Regions from separate parts of the Zea mays genome. Here regions 2 and 3 are each linked to region 1. Evidence: chromatin contacts called from public Hi-C data. All regions are on one chromosome and are shown on one strand. The core of a region is the stretch at or near the end of the contact, and the rest is flanking DNA. Distances in the headings are between cores, read along the strand shown.

Evidence for each region. Hi-C and Micro-C count contacts between places; a contact is called where the count stands out from the background.
Region 2: a contact with region 1 is called in a Hi-C map of ear, with 1.9 times the contacts expected there. The contact joins the promoter of LOC103648642 here to the promoter of LOC100278317 in region 1. A contact is called at or near these places in 2 of 25 Hi-C or Micro-C datasets (ear and leaf).
Region 3: a contact with region 1 is called in a Hi-C map of tassel, with 2.2 times the contacts expected there. The contact joins the promoter of LOC100272448 here to the promoter of LOC100278317 in region 1. A contact is called at or near these places in 4 of 25 Hi-C or Micro-C datasets (ear, leaf and tassel) and 1 of 3 datasets of contacts at active chromatin or transcription factors (leaf).

The regions. Positions count from the first base shown.
Region 1 is chr2:52,882,801-52,887,197 of Zm-B73-REFERENCE-NAM-5.0, forward strand. LOC100278317 reads left to right here and starts at 3,099. Exons shown (of 2, transcript NM_001371708.1): 1 at 3,099-3,454; 2 at 3,869-4,136. The coding sequence starts at 3,158. The coding sequence ends at 3,952.
Region 2 is chr2:53,035,506-53,039,768 of Zm-B73-REFERENCE-NAM-5.0, forward strand. It overlaps LOC103648642 (protein GrpE), which reads left to right and starts at 1,901. Exons shown (of 3, transcript XM_035965273.1): 1 at 1,901-2,208; 2 at 3,075-3,536; 3 at 3,916-4,263. The coding sequence starts at 1,999. The coding sequence ends at 4,071.
Region 3 is chr2:52,732,202-52,736,731 of Zm-B73-REFERENCE-NAM-5.0, forward strand. It overlaps LOC100272448 (Phosphoribosylglycinamide formyltransferase chloroplastic), which reads left to right and starts at 3,236. Exons shown (of 5, transcript NM_001146922.1): 1 at 3,236-3,678; 2 at 3,752-3,863; 3 at 4,311-4,487. The coding sequence starts at 3,342.

The DNA of each region.
Region 1 (4,397 bases), core at 1,849-4,348:
AACTGTAGTTGTTCCTCTGCTGAAACGCCGATGACTTCGCCATCCTCAGTGGTGTCCTCGCCCTCTAGTGGAGCGAAGCCTGGGGGAGGTTGCGGTTGTCCTCCGGAGCTGTAGGTGCGGAGGGTGCCTTCGGGTGTAGGTTGTTCATTGCGCCGTCTCTTGCTGAGTGCGTCGTCTTTGCATGCTTCTTGGTGGGTGGTGTCGACAAGAGCCTTGCACTTTTTCTCGGCCAGCAGCGCTGCCTTCGCTGCTTCGTCAACGGATGGGGCTGCCTTCGAGCTAGCTCTCTTAGGTGCCATCACGGGTGGTTTTTTTGTAGCACGAACGGTGGGCGCCAAATGTTGGAACTTGCTCTCCTGGGCAAGTTGATCCAACGGAGGAATGAAAGCAACGTAAACAAGATTTTGACTCGAGGTGGCGATAGCTCTGTTAATCCAGCCTCTCAAGGGCACTGTACGGGGGTATTTATAGGCGCCTGAGTGCCTAACGTCTTGGAGTAAGGACGCATGTGCCCTCAGGCGCCTAGGCTATCCCCGGAATATTCCCATAAAGTGGGGTTACAGACTGTCATTACAGAAAAGCTATTACAAATTGGGCCCATAATACACTTAGCCATGCGGGGCCTGTTACAATGGGCCGAATTCCACGTAAGCCTTCGTGTTCGACGAGGACGCGGGACGTGGGCGACCTCGTCGTAGGCCTTCGTCTTGCAGTGTAGTGGACGAAGGGTGGAACCCGCCAGTCGTTTTGCCTCCGTTGGTGCAGCGAGATTGACGAAGGCATCGAGCGAAGGGTAGCGTCTTCGCCTTCGCCCCAACATAGAGGTAGTGGCAGTGGAACCATGTGTGGCGTAGGTGGAGGTGACAGGACTGCGTGTGGTGCAGGTTAAGCAACACGGTCGCGTGGGGCACAGGTGGAGGCAACATGGTCGCGTGCAACGTGAAAGAGGACAACGAAAGAGGAACAACATCGCAATCGGCATCAAGAAGGGAATCGAGGTCGGGAGGTGAGGAGCCGACAAGGAGAAAAACATCCTCATAAAGACAACATGATGAGAGATGATGATGCAGTGGATGAGAAGATGAAGGCACCGGTACCCCTTGTGACTAGGGTAGCACCCGAGGAAAAAATAACGATAGCATTGTGATGCAAGTTTGTGAGGAGCGGTGGCAGAGGTGTTAGGATAGCAAGTACACCCGAAGACCCAAAGGTGTTCATAGGAAGGGGTGGCGCCAAAGAGGCAAAGAACGGAGTAGGATGGGGGACCGCCTTGGAGGAAAACGGTTGAGGAGGTGGCTAGTTGTGTTCAGTGCCTCATCCCAATAGCGGGTGGGAACAGAAGCCTGAAAAAGGAGGCAACACAACACGTTGGTGGTGATAACTCTCTATATATATATATATATATATGAATAATTCTTTTGACGAGTCGGTAAGGTTGTCTCCAACAAACCGTGTATATGGCCATGCAAAACACTGTTTTGCATTGTAGACAACACTGTTTATAGAGTTAAGTTTGAAATAGGGGATGCAATAGGAGAACTGCTAGAGATAGTCTAAGGGAGTGATTGGTTGCTTTCATGTGGTTGGGCCTAACTTAGGATCCTAGCGAGGCTCGATCGAGCCAAGCTCTATCAAACCACCCTGACGTGATTGGTTCACTTTTCTCTACTAAACCAGTATAGGAAAAAAAATTGTGTTTGGTTGGTTGCTTATAAAATAAACAATATTTCTTAAATAACATTTATGTTACAAGTGTGGTCTAGTTTTGTTGATAAAAAATGCAAGGAACACGATGATGGAATCGATTTATTAATTAGATATATAAATTAAGGGATGTGACACAAATTCTAAAACATGTCTTGGTTCTTATGTCCGCATCAGTCCAGTCTGGCTCCAGAGGAAATGTCATCTCCCATGTGCCCGTGTGTCCGCTGGACCTAGCTCAGAGGTGCTTTGAGAATTGGTTCAATCTGACCACGGATTAGAGATGGCAATGGGACCCGATCCCCGATTATCTTGGGAAATTCCTTTATTAGGGGATGAGGATAAGCATAATTTAGTCCCCACGGGATCGAAATGGGAAACTTTGTCTCCGTCAGGTTTGCGCCCATTCCCTGCATACCCGCCCCGCGAAGTTTTCTTAATATAAATTAGTCTATTTATGTTAAAATTCTACTAAATATTCAATACATGGCCTATTATAAAATAGCAAATTATACTCTAAAGAAGACATTTCTTGTATTTTATTTTTTGTTAAATTTATATTGAATTAATATAATCTGTTTTAATTTGTCTCTAAATATTGTATTTACTAACGAGGACAGATTTCCCGCGGGGATAAATTTCGTGATAGGGACGGGAGAAAAAGTCTCCTCATGAACGTTTGCGGGGATAGGGACAGACAATTTTTCTCGCCGCGGGGACGGGGATGGGGAGTCGTTCCTTGATGGGAAATTCTCTATTGCCATCTCTACCATGGATAGTATCTAGGCAACCAAACACGCGTTGATTGTTTCTACTAGACTTGGTCCTAACCTCATGCAGGCAGTAGGCAACCAATAACTCCCTAAGGACTTGTTTGGATTGATGTTAATCCATGTGGATTGAGTGTGATTGAGTCGGTTTAAATTCATAGTAAGTCAAAAATCCACCTTAATATATATTTATCCCCTGAAATCCACATGGACAAGACCTAAATATGCCGGGACAAATGCAATTCTTGAGTTCACTTTTCCTCGTGTAAAGCAGCCCATCGCATGATGCATGCAACAGGACACGGCCCTAGCCCAGTTTATCAAAGGAGGCCCAAAAAAATCTTGGTTTATCAAAGCCTTAGGGCTTATTTGTTTTAAGGCTAATCTATGTGGATTGAACGGTATACTCGATAATATATTTAGGGCTTGTTCGGTTAACTCTCAATTCATGTGGATTGAGTGGGATTGGATGAGTTTGAATCCTAAATAAATCAAAATTCTTCTTATTTGTTTTCAATCTTATCTAATTCATGTGTATTAGGAATAACTGAACAAGGACTTATATGGATCAGGAATAATCGAATAAGTCTGCTTGGGCCAAGCCCAGAAGCTGCCTGGTTTCCCCTAGCCGACGTCACGACTCACTCACAAGCACGACGACGGGGCACACGAGCTCACGGGTGATGGCGAACGAGGGCGTCGCGGCCGAGCGGGCGGTCAAGGCCCCTCCACCGGAGACGGAGAGCATCGTGTGGAGGGAGGACAAGGGGAGGTTCCAGACGCCCGACGGCGAGGCCTTCCTTCAGTACCGCCTCCTCGACGGCCGCGGGGCCCCCGCTGCGGCAGTGATGGACCTGGTGCACACGTACGTGCCGCGGAGCAAGCGCGGGCAGGGGCTCGCGGCGCGGCTCTGCGACGCTGCCTTCGCCCACGCGCAGGCCCGCGGCATGCGCGTCCTCCCCACCTGCTCCTACATCTCCGTGAGTATAACCACCCCTCCGGCCCGCCCTATGCCCCTCTCTGCTCTACACGAATTCCTCTCCGAATCCGTTTGTGCTTTGGGGGGAGATACAGCCAGCCATACAGGGAGGGATTCCTCTTCGTAGTTATGTACAGGCTACAGCGACGGGGAAGACCTGCTGCGCCGATTTATCTGACAAACTGAGATATCAATCGGTCGGCAAATGTTCTTTATTTTTTTCACTGGAGGAAAATGGTAAATGTTCTTCGAGGCTTCAACCACGGGAGTTGGTTTAATGGCGTTACAATTAAACACCGAATTGTTGTTTTTTTTTCAGTTGCTGACCTTGTGTCATCTAATCTAGAAGCGATTTTACTCGCTCAAGGCCGAATGAGCCTCCTGCTTCACTACTGACGCTGTTCGCGCGCTGCAGGACACGTACCTGCCTCGGAATCCGGCGTTGAAGGAGCTCGTGGACAAGGATCAAGAACCCCATCCCAAACCCAGCAGCATGTAGATGGTTGGTTGTTCAAGAAACCAGCTGCCACTTAAATAAGCAGATATCCAGAAATACCTGTCACTTGATGAACGTTTGCTTCTTCGAAGGCGTTGATGTCAGATGTTACACGTTGGATATCTCGTGCAGTGTTTCAGAACCATTTGATTTTGGAGAAGATAATAATAACAAAGCTTGAAATACATGTAGCTTTCTGCTGAACAACAAGTATAATGCCGATCATTCAGTGCTCAAGTAGCTAAACATCGTCCCAATAAATAAAATAATGTAAGGAAGGTGCAAAGGTTTAACTGTACAATCAGAAAAATATATATTCACACTACAGAGTTTTACAACGGTAGACTGATTGTTTTTGTAGTACAGACCCCACATTACTACAGGAGGGTGGTTCCACTTGTTTTGATAGTGAGTTTGTTTCCTCCCACGCTGTTTTCAAGCACCAACA
Region 2 (4,263 bases), core at 651-3,150, 150 kb after region 1:
CTTTCATTGATCAAAGGGTATATTTATAGAGCTAAGATTGCAGCCGTCCTTATCTAATATCTTATCAAACCAATTCCTTATCCTTCTAAACAAACTCTGCTTATTCTCAGCCATCTAAACAAACTCTATCCCTAGATTATGACTGACGCTTATCCATCTAAACAACTAGCTGATTTTATTAGGGCTGCCAGTCATAACAACCAGACAATCAGGGCACGCACTTGGCTCGAAAATAGAACATTTTTTTGTTTTATTTGAACGACACCAAATTGCGTGCAGAAAAGGGTTCCAATGAAACTGCACCATAACTCCATTCATTTAAATGCCCCTCATTCTAAGCCACTTATGGATCACCTGATACCAATACATTCACAGATAAGCCACTTAAGGCCTTGTTCGTTTGTGTCGGATTGGTGGGTCGGAACGATTCCGAGCCGGATTGCTTCTATAATTTATATAAACTTTGATTAGCCGGAATAATTCCGGGTGCAATCCGATGTAAACGAACAGGGCCTAAGCGATTTGCTCGCTGCAGCCAGGCGTGCAAGGGTCGTTGCTCGCAAAGCCGCCTTCGTTGCTAGTGCTGCCGCCGAAGCTGCCAATGATGCTAGTGCGACGGCTTTGGAGATGATTGTTCAAGCTGAGAAGGCGAACGCCGAGGCTGCCAAGAAAGCTCCTAGACCTCTGCGTCGTGATGTACTGATGTATGATATGCATTTTTCTTCGATCCTAAAATTACTTTGTCATTTGAAATAGGTGTGATGCGTTCATCTTGATGCTAGTTCTTTATTGTTTTAGGTGGTGAACAAACTGTGTTTGTTAGCAATTTTATTTGGTTGAATTCTATTGTTTCTGTTGTTTTCAAATCAATGGCAGTTCGTCATCACTTTCACTGATTAAATACAACTCATTTACCAAGTGCAAATGCTAAAGAGGGAACAAGGGAGGGAACACTGGGAGTACCTCGGCCTTTAGTGGTGAATCCAACCAGGAGTTGTCCACATCTGCAATGGTGAGGGAGAAGTTCGAGTTGGCACACCTTGCGCTGGGGCTGTGAGGCAAGAGTCTGCCGCGAGCACACCCTCGAAGTCGCTGACGATCTCATCGAGGGGCATGATTGGCTTCGGGTCCGACGGCGGATCCATTGCCGTCGAGGAGCACGTGAGCTCGATCCGTTCTGGAAGAAGAACGGGAACGGGCCAGCTCAGTCAAAACGTGTGATGACAGGCCGTTCAGCGGTAGATAACTGTCCAACATGGATAAAAACATAAGGATAATAGAAATACAAAGAGCAGCCTATTATAATAACAGAATTCCATATGCTTCGTTGTGAGTACTTATACCCCGTTTCAACCTCTAGGATAAACTTTACCTTCTGTTTAGCCATATAAATTGAAGTAATAAAGTTTACTTTTTAGGGTGTTTGTACTACTCTAATAAAGTTTAGCATATTAGAATAAAAAGACACTCATACCTCTAATGCGGAGAGAGAATGAAGTTAGAGGGTATGAATGGAAAATAGTGTTCTCTAGTCCACGTTTAGCTCTTTTTAGCACCTCTTGAGCAGCTTATGAGATATATAATATGTGCTAAATTTTATCACATCATTATTGACTCTCATGTTTAGATCACTAAATGACTAAAAATAGTTAAAAAAATGCTAAAGTTTATCTCTTAAGATTAAACATGTCTTACTTTACGAAGCCGAGACATGCGAATGCCGGCGTTCCAAAAGCTCGACGTTGCCTTGACGGCTTGACGTCCCGCGACTCCCGCCCGCGGCCCGCCCGTGCCCGTCTGGCGTCTATTATCTGTGGAATGATGAATCGGATCCCGCCCCGTGATCCAACGGCCGGCATGGCCCGCCCGCAAACGGCTGGCATGCAGACTTCCAGAGGCGTCAATGCCGCACGGCATTACCCCTTTCCTCTTTATTCATTTTTTTTTCTTTTTTGGTATTTTCCGGACAGTGGAGTGGAGGGCGATAGATAGGGCAGCATGGCGGCAACCTTCTGCGCTGGACCCGCCGCATCCGCGGCAGTAAACCCTAGCTCCGCCGGCTGCCGACCCCAGAACCTAACTCGGGCTGCCGTGCTGTCTGCTTGCTGGCGGCCCAGCAGGCCGACTCCCGCTTTCGTCTCCCTCCGGCGCCCCAATGCCGAGCTGCGGCCGCTGCGCGTGGCCGCCGGCTCCGGCGTTGACCCGAAGGTGAGGTATTTCAGACTTACTTTTGCGGTTAGTGGTAAGTGGCAACATGGGTTGGGTGAAAGGCATCGAAGTGCGATTAGCTTGCGGAGAATTTCGCCCTTTGGGTCAACTTGCAAGCTTGATGAGCGGACAGTAGGGAAACGCTGTTCTTGGAGAAGTTTGAAGATTTCTTTGTGGTAGTTCAAGATTCTCGTATGTATCTGTGCTATTAGGTGTCTTTTTGTTCAATAGTTTGTTCCATGACTGCTGCCACTGAAGTTTTACAAAGAATGACTGATGCATACATGAACTTTGTGTGTTAAGGCGCCATTGCTAATTTTTGCAATAAATACCCATCTTTTGTGCGCTCTTAATATACCCTGGACTACAAGTCTACAACTGCAGTTAGTCTACACTAGTTGGGGCTTGCCAAATGTTAGAGTGGACGCACCAACCAATTCAACTCAAAATCTTAAGCTGTTGGGAGAAGTTAGGCAATCCACTTATACACTTCAACACCAAATACAGAAGAACTAAAATTAGACTATTTTGCTATTACTATGACTACTCACTTAGTCACTTGGGTGGTTGGAGGAGACGGGAAATGCCTTCTTTTTTTCTGAGCTAAATCGGATAGTTTGAAGAATAGTGTGAGAAAATAGGAGGCCACGTTTTATGGCGCAGTCGTAAAGTTGCATGTCGAGCTGCTATTGCAACTTGTGAGCAATGAGAAGTAATTGAAATATTTATTTATATATTAGCAATGCAATGGGAAGAGAAACAAACCATTGGAGAATGCCCATGTTCTCTGTTGGACCTTCTCATCCATTTCATTTTGACCACATGTGCTTCATCAAGTTTCACCAAAATGAGTTTTTTTGCTGCAGGTTGTCAACGGGGAAGATTTTCCTCCCATGAAGGACCTAATTCAGCTATACAGGACAGCTTTTCTAGAAGGAAATGAGGAGGTTCTTGGTGTAGTTGAGAAGGCAATCACTGCTGTGGAAAAAGAGAAGAGTACGATAGCTTCCCAATTTGAAAGTATTACAACCGAAATAACTTCTGGGAAGGAAAAGTTTATTCGCTTAAATGCCGACCTGGAGAATTTCCGGAAACAGACTGAAAAGGACCGTGCAAAGTTAACATCAAATATACGGGTGGAAGTTGTTCAGAGTCTGTTACCTCTAGTTGATAGTTTTGAGAAAACGAATCTAGAGAACACCCCAGAGACTGAGAAGGAGCAAAAGATCAGCGCAAGCTATCAAGGCATATACAAGCAGTTAGTTGAAACACTAAGATATTTGGGTGTGGGAGTTGTGGAAACAGTTGGCAAGCCATTTGATCCTTCGGTAAGTAATATTTACCCTCCCGCCGCCTGTTCCATTCTCATGGTCTGTCTCTCTCCCTAAAATGTTGTATGCAAACAACATATTGGATCCTTTTGAACGTGTAAAAAGAATTCTGTTCCAGTGTTAATGAGTTGTTTTTATGGCCTGGTTCATACTCAAGAGATTGATCTTAGCTTTCACACAGTTTCCTGCATCTATGTTGCAGTACATGTCTTTCGGTCTAAATAATATGGGTATTTGGGAGAAAAAAACTAATAACCTACTTTCAGTGCTTACAGCTAGATAGTATGGAGATATGCATGAGAATCAAATAGCGTTACATTTATGTTCATCATATATGCAGCACTATGGGTCTCATTCTTTTGTTTTTTTTATGCAGGTCCATGAGGCCATCTCACGAGAAGCATCCATGCAATTCAAGGCAGGGATTGTCATGCATGAAGTCCGCAGAGGGTTCCATTTGAAGGAGAGGCTGCTAAGGCCTGCTACTGTGAAGGTCTCTACTGGCTCTGGCAAACAAAGTGCAAGCTCATAGGCGGGGGACAAAGATGCTGCTTTGTGAATCTGATCAAACGACCAACAGGAACTGATAGACACACATTTTTCTGTTCATAACATGCCGAATGTGTTTGATCTCAAATGAGACGGGATCAGCTATGTATGGTGTTGACAGGGAGCACCAGCTTGAAGTTTTGCTGTTGCTTGTAATCTGCTAGAATTTTGTCCA
Region 3 (4,530 bases), core at 1,986-4,485, 150 kb before region 1:
CCTTACGTCATGCTCCGCCCGCTGGCCTACGTCACAGACAATAAGCCATGTGGCAGCATTAGACCCTCGACCGAGTGGGGAGCGGAGGCGCTCCGGATAGAGCCTGGACACGCGTCAATACCGGACCCATGCCTAGGTCACGACACTTCCTCTCCTGGGACCTTGTTATGGGTGGTCCGGAGCTCACTTGGTGGGGTCCGAACCCTATCCAATGGATCCGGGCTACTTTACTTCAGGGGTCCAGGTTGCGCGTACAGGGGTCATGTGCCTTCTGGGTCCGACGGCGTTGTCTCCGAGAACGCCACCTTAACTGCTCACGAGATACTCCTAGGGCTGTTCTCCGCGCGGCTAAGCGTAGCCACACAGGCATCGTGCCTTCATACCGTAGCAAGGGGTACCCCTAATCCAGGGTACCGACTGGCTGGCTCGGCTATAGGCACCTTCAGCACTTCAGTCGATTCTTTGGCGCTCAGGCCGGCAGGAGCAGTTTGTTTCGCTTCAGCAGCGGAAGATGTCCCTTCACCAAACTTCGGCAATGTGGTCGTTTCAATGTATCTTGGTCGGTGGGTCGAGACCTTAATTTTCTTGCCCTTCGGAGCAACAGAGATGGTCGAGGCGGTAGTTTTTCTTTTCTTCCCCTGCTTTCGCGAGGGGTAAGTGTAGTCTGGATACACAAAGTCGATAACGTCAAAAACTATGTTCAACCTTTTCTTGCCTCGCCCCCGAAGGCTGGGGACAAGGCATCATCTTCGGCTCTTGTGTACGCTCCAAGTACCTCATCACTAGTCGCCTCAACACATTTCAGTCAGTCATCATTTGGTTCGTCAAATTGGTCTCTGTATTTGAAGGTGTATTTCAAGTAAACCAAACCACCTTGACTAGACCCGGCAGCAGTCTCCTTCGACATCTCCCAGCTATCTACAAGTTGCCATACCCTGTAGGCTATGTGCTCCTGAACCAGGTCTCTTGTGCCAATGAAGGCACAAACATTATTGAAGGCCTTCTGGCAGGCTTCGGTATCATTTCCAAGCGTAGTAGCAAGCCTTCGGAGGCCGAAGCGAGACCATATAGGACGTTGAATAATCCCCTTTATGTCCTCCCTTTCAATCAGATTATTCTTAACATAAAACCATTCCTCCATCCAGGCCCCAGGCCACCTTTTCCGAAATGTTGGAACTGGGTAGCTTACATCAGAACGAGGAATGAAGCCATAACAACCGAAGTTGTTGTGATACTGCTCCTTGCCATTAGCCTTCGTCTCGTACAGCAGCTCGTGCATATTGCAGAAGCATTTCGCGCTTGGTTCCAGCCCTTGGCTTCTCACGGCCCAAACAAAAATACTCATTCTGGTTATAGCTTCGAGAGTAATTTGATGAAGAAAGATCTCAAATGTCTTCAAAACTTCAACCAAAAATTTGCTCAATGGGAATCGAAGACCCGCCTTCATAAAGCTTCTGTAGACAACAACCTCGTTTTCTTCGGGCGCAGGAGCGGCGCTGTCCCCTTCAACTCTCACAATAGACATAACACGGAAATACCTCCCCTTCATGGCATCAATCTGACTCTGTTTTATGGATGACTTTCGAAGATAGTATGACTTGGCCGCCAGGGCCGATCTTCGGTATCTTCATTCTCACTATCTACATCATAGTCATCACTATCGTCAGAATCTTCACACAAATCAGCCATTATTTCATTTGTGATCTTCTCTGTGTTTGTTTTTTCCATAGCTTCGTAAAACCCAGCAAGAGCAGGGTCCACAACCTTCTTCTCCTCAAACATCTTCTTCTCTTCAGACATTCAACAAGCACTTGTGTATATCACGAAGCTCACAAATCAAGCGAGAGATGATAGCAAGAGAATTAAAATTTGAGAAAACATCACAAGCAACTAAAATGGCGCAATAGATGATGTCGATGTGGGTTTCTATTTATATGCCTAGTGCATTGCAACTTGGCGGGCCCCATTTGTCATTGACTTTTGCTATTCTAGCAAAGAGAAAGTGTTTTTTCAGACCTTCGGCTAAAGGCCTTCGTTCACGTCGCAGTCTGAATTTGTTAAACAACAAATTAGCACTGCGATGGGCTACTGTTGGTGGCCTTCATCTTTCGAAGGTCCTCAAAAACACGACTAACATGTTTCCCAGTATAGTATACTGTCACAGGAAGCTTTGGCTTTAAGACAAAGGCGTGTATGGTATGAGAAGCGTAATCTGGAAGAAGGTTAGACCAACTCCGAAGCTGTAGATAGAGAAGCTTCGGCTCAGCTCAAGGACGATGATGGAGGATGAAACCGACTTAAAAGGAAAAGATTGTTCATTCCTCGACAGATTACCTTTTGACTAATAGTAAATGTTAGGGACATGAATGTAATTTTAGCCAAGCTGTGTCCTGTGCCTAAAAATGATGAACAGTAACATCGTACTGTTCATGCTGACTTGTAGCACGTCACTCTCGGATTCTTACCTTCTGTTAAGCCGAAGGTACAAATGTAATTTAATATCATTCATGTTTGTTCAGAGATATATGATGATAACATGAATAATCTAATGATCTAAAATGATTATTCATGCTTTATCTATGTTTCATACGATCATGTTTTCATCTTTGTATATTGCAATGAAGAAAGTATGTACTTCATGACCTTCATCCGAAGATCATTATATCCCAAGGGAGATAATGTTATGAAGAACGAAGGTTTTTAACCATTAACATTTGTGTTGTCTTGTTCTTGACTCGTAGCTTTTGAGAACAAGTGACCAACAGAGAATTATAGGGGATGCATGATGGAGGAATCACCTGAATATTTCCGTGTATATCAAACCAACCCTTCGTTCGTCACGCACTCACACTCCGCAGAGATCAGTAGATCGGAAATCCAATGATCGTGTCTCTCATGCAAGGCTTGCTCAGCTAGAGGTGGATAAAGAGGAGTTAAAGTAGATTAAATCGTCTCCTATATAAATTTATATAATAAAAGAGAATTTAATCCCCTCTACTTTTCAATCCACTTCAAACCGCGTCGTCGGCCCCAACGCATCCCAGATCAGACGGGAGTTGTCACTCGACGCAGGCCGTCGGCTCGGCCTTGCCCGCATCCATGGTGAGACGACCGTGCCAGGCCGTTCAGTATTTCATTGGGCCCGGCCCATGTTGTGTCGCCTTCGCGCTGGCAGTCCTTCCTGCTACAAAGCCTTCTTGTTCGCCCCGACTCCGCCGCCGCACGCCGGGGCTCAATCTGCTCCGCTTCCCTCCAGCCTTTGTTTCCTCCATTCCCCGCGCCAATCCTGCCGCCTCCTGCTCGCGCGCTTACTGTAGCCGCAGCTTTCTCCACCCTTGGCAATGGAGGCCGCGATCGCTCACGCTCCATCTGCTCCGGCCCTGCGCCGCTCGCTCAACCTCAACCCCACGCCCGCCGTCCGGCCGCACCCAAAACCCTGGCAGGGGGTGCTTTCGGCGAGGCACCCGTCGAACGCCGTCAGGTGCGAGCCGTCCCAGCGCCCAGAGGCGCGCCCGCGCCTGCGCGCTGCGCAGCCGGCTGGCGCTGACGCGGCGGTCGGGAGGAAGCGGCTGGCAGTGTTCGTGTCCGGAGGGGGATCAAACTTCCGGGCGATCCATGAGGCCGCGCTGGGCGGCGCCGTGCACGGAGATGTCGTCGCGCTTGTCACCGACAAGCCAGGTGAAGGAAACTGCATCCCGCGACGCTACCCACATTGTTAGCGGAGGCTAAAACTGCAATAACTGCATTGCAGGTTGCGGTGGCGCGGAATATGCTACGAACAATGGCATCCCTGTGCTCGTATTTCCCAAGTCCAAGTCTGCGCCCGAGGGGATTTCGGTTGCTCAACTGCTGGATACTCTGAGGTTGTTCTTCTGTGTCAGTTTCGATTTAGTAACTTGGGTGGAAAAAAACATCGCTCAGAGTAACTTGAGCATTCTTATGTTTGTTTATTATGCCAGTAAAAATACAGGCAAAGTTATGTACTTTTAAATCAGTTGTGCCAAGTGGTGATTATGTTTCCTTTGTGAATCCTATCTATCTTTCTGCTGATATTTTTTACTTAAACTTCAACGCCGTATTCAGTTGAAATAATACTGAGGAACAAGTCCTCCATCAGGTGCCACATATTTACACGATTTACTCTTGACGGTAGACGCTGTGATTTGCGTTGTTCTCTGGTATTGGATTGTGCTAATATTTATGTGGTTTGTTTTGTTCTCTGGCATTGAGTTGTGCTAATATCTGAATTTATCCCGTGTATTTTTTGTCTGACTAGTGAAATAAGACTCTTATATTTAATTTTGAAACAGGGGAAACAATGTAGACTTTGTTCTTCTTGCCGGTTACCTGAAGCTTATACCCACTGAATTGATCCAGGAATACCCAAAATCCATATTAAATATCCACCCTTCTCTCCTTCCGGCATTCGGAGGGAAAGGTTTCTATGGTTCAAAGGTGCATAAAGCTGTTATTGCCTCTGGAGCAAGGTAATTTTCAATTCTCGATCATGTTCGAGTGGCTGCATATCTT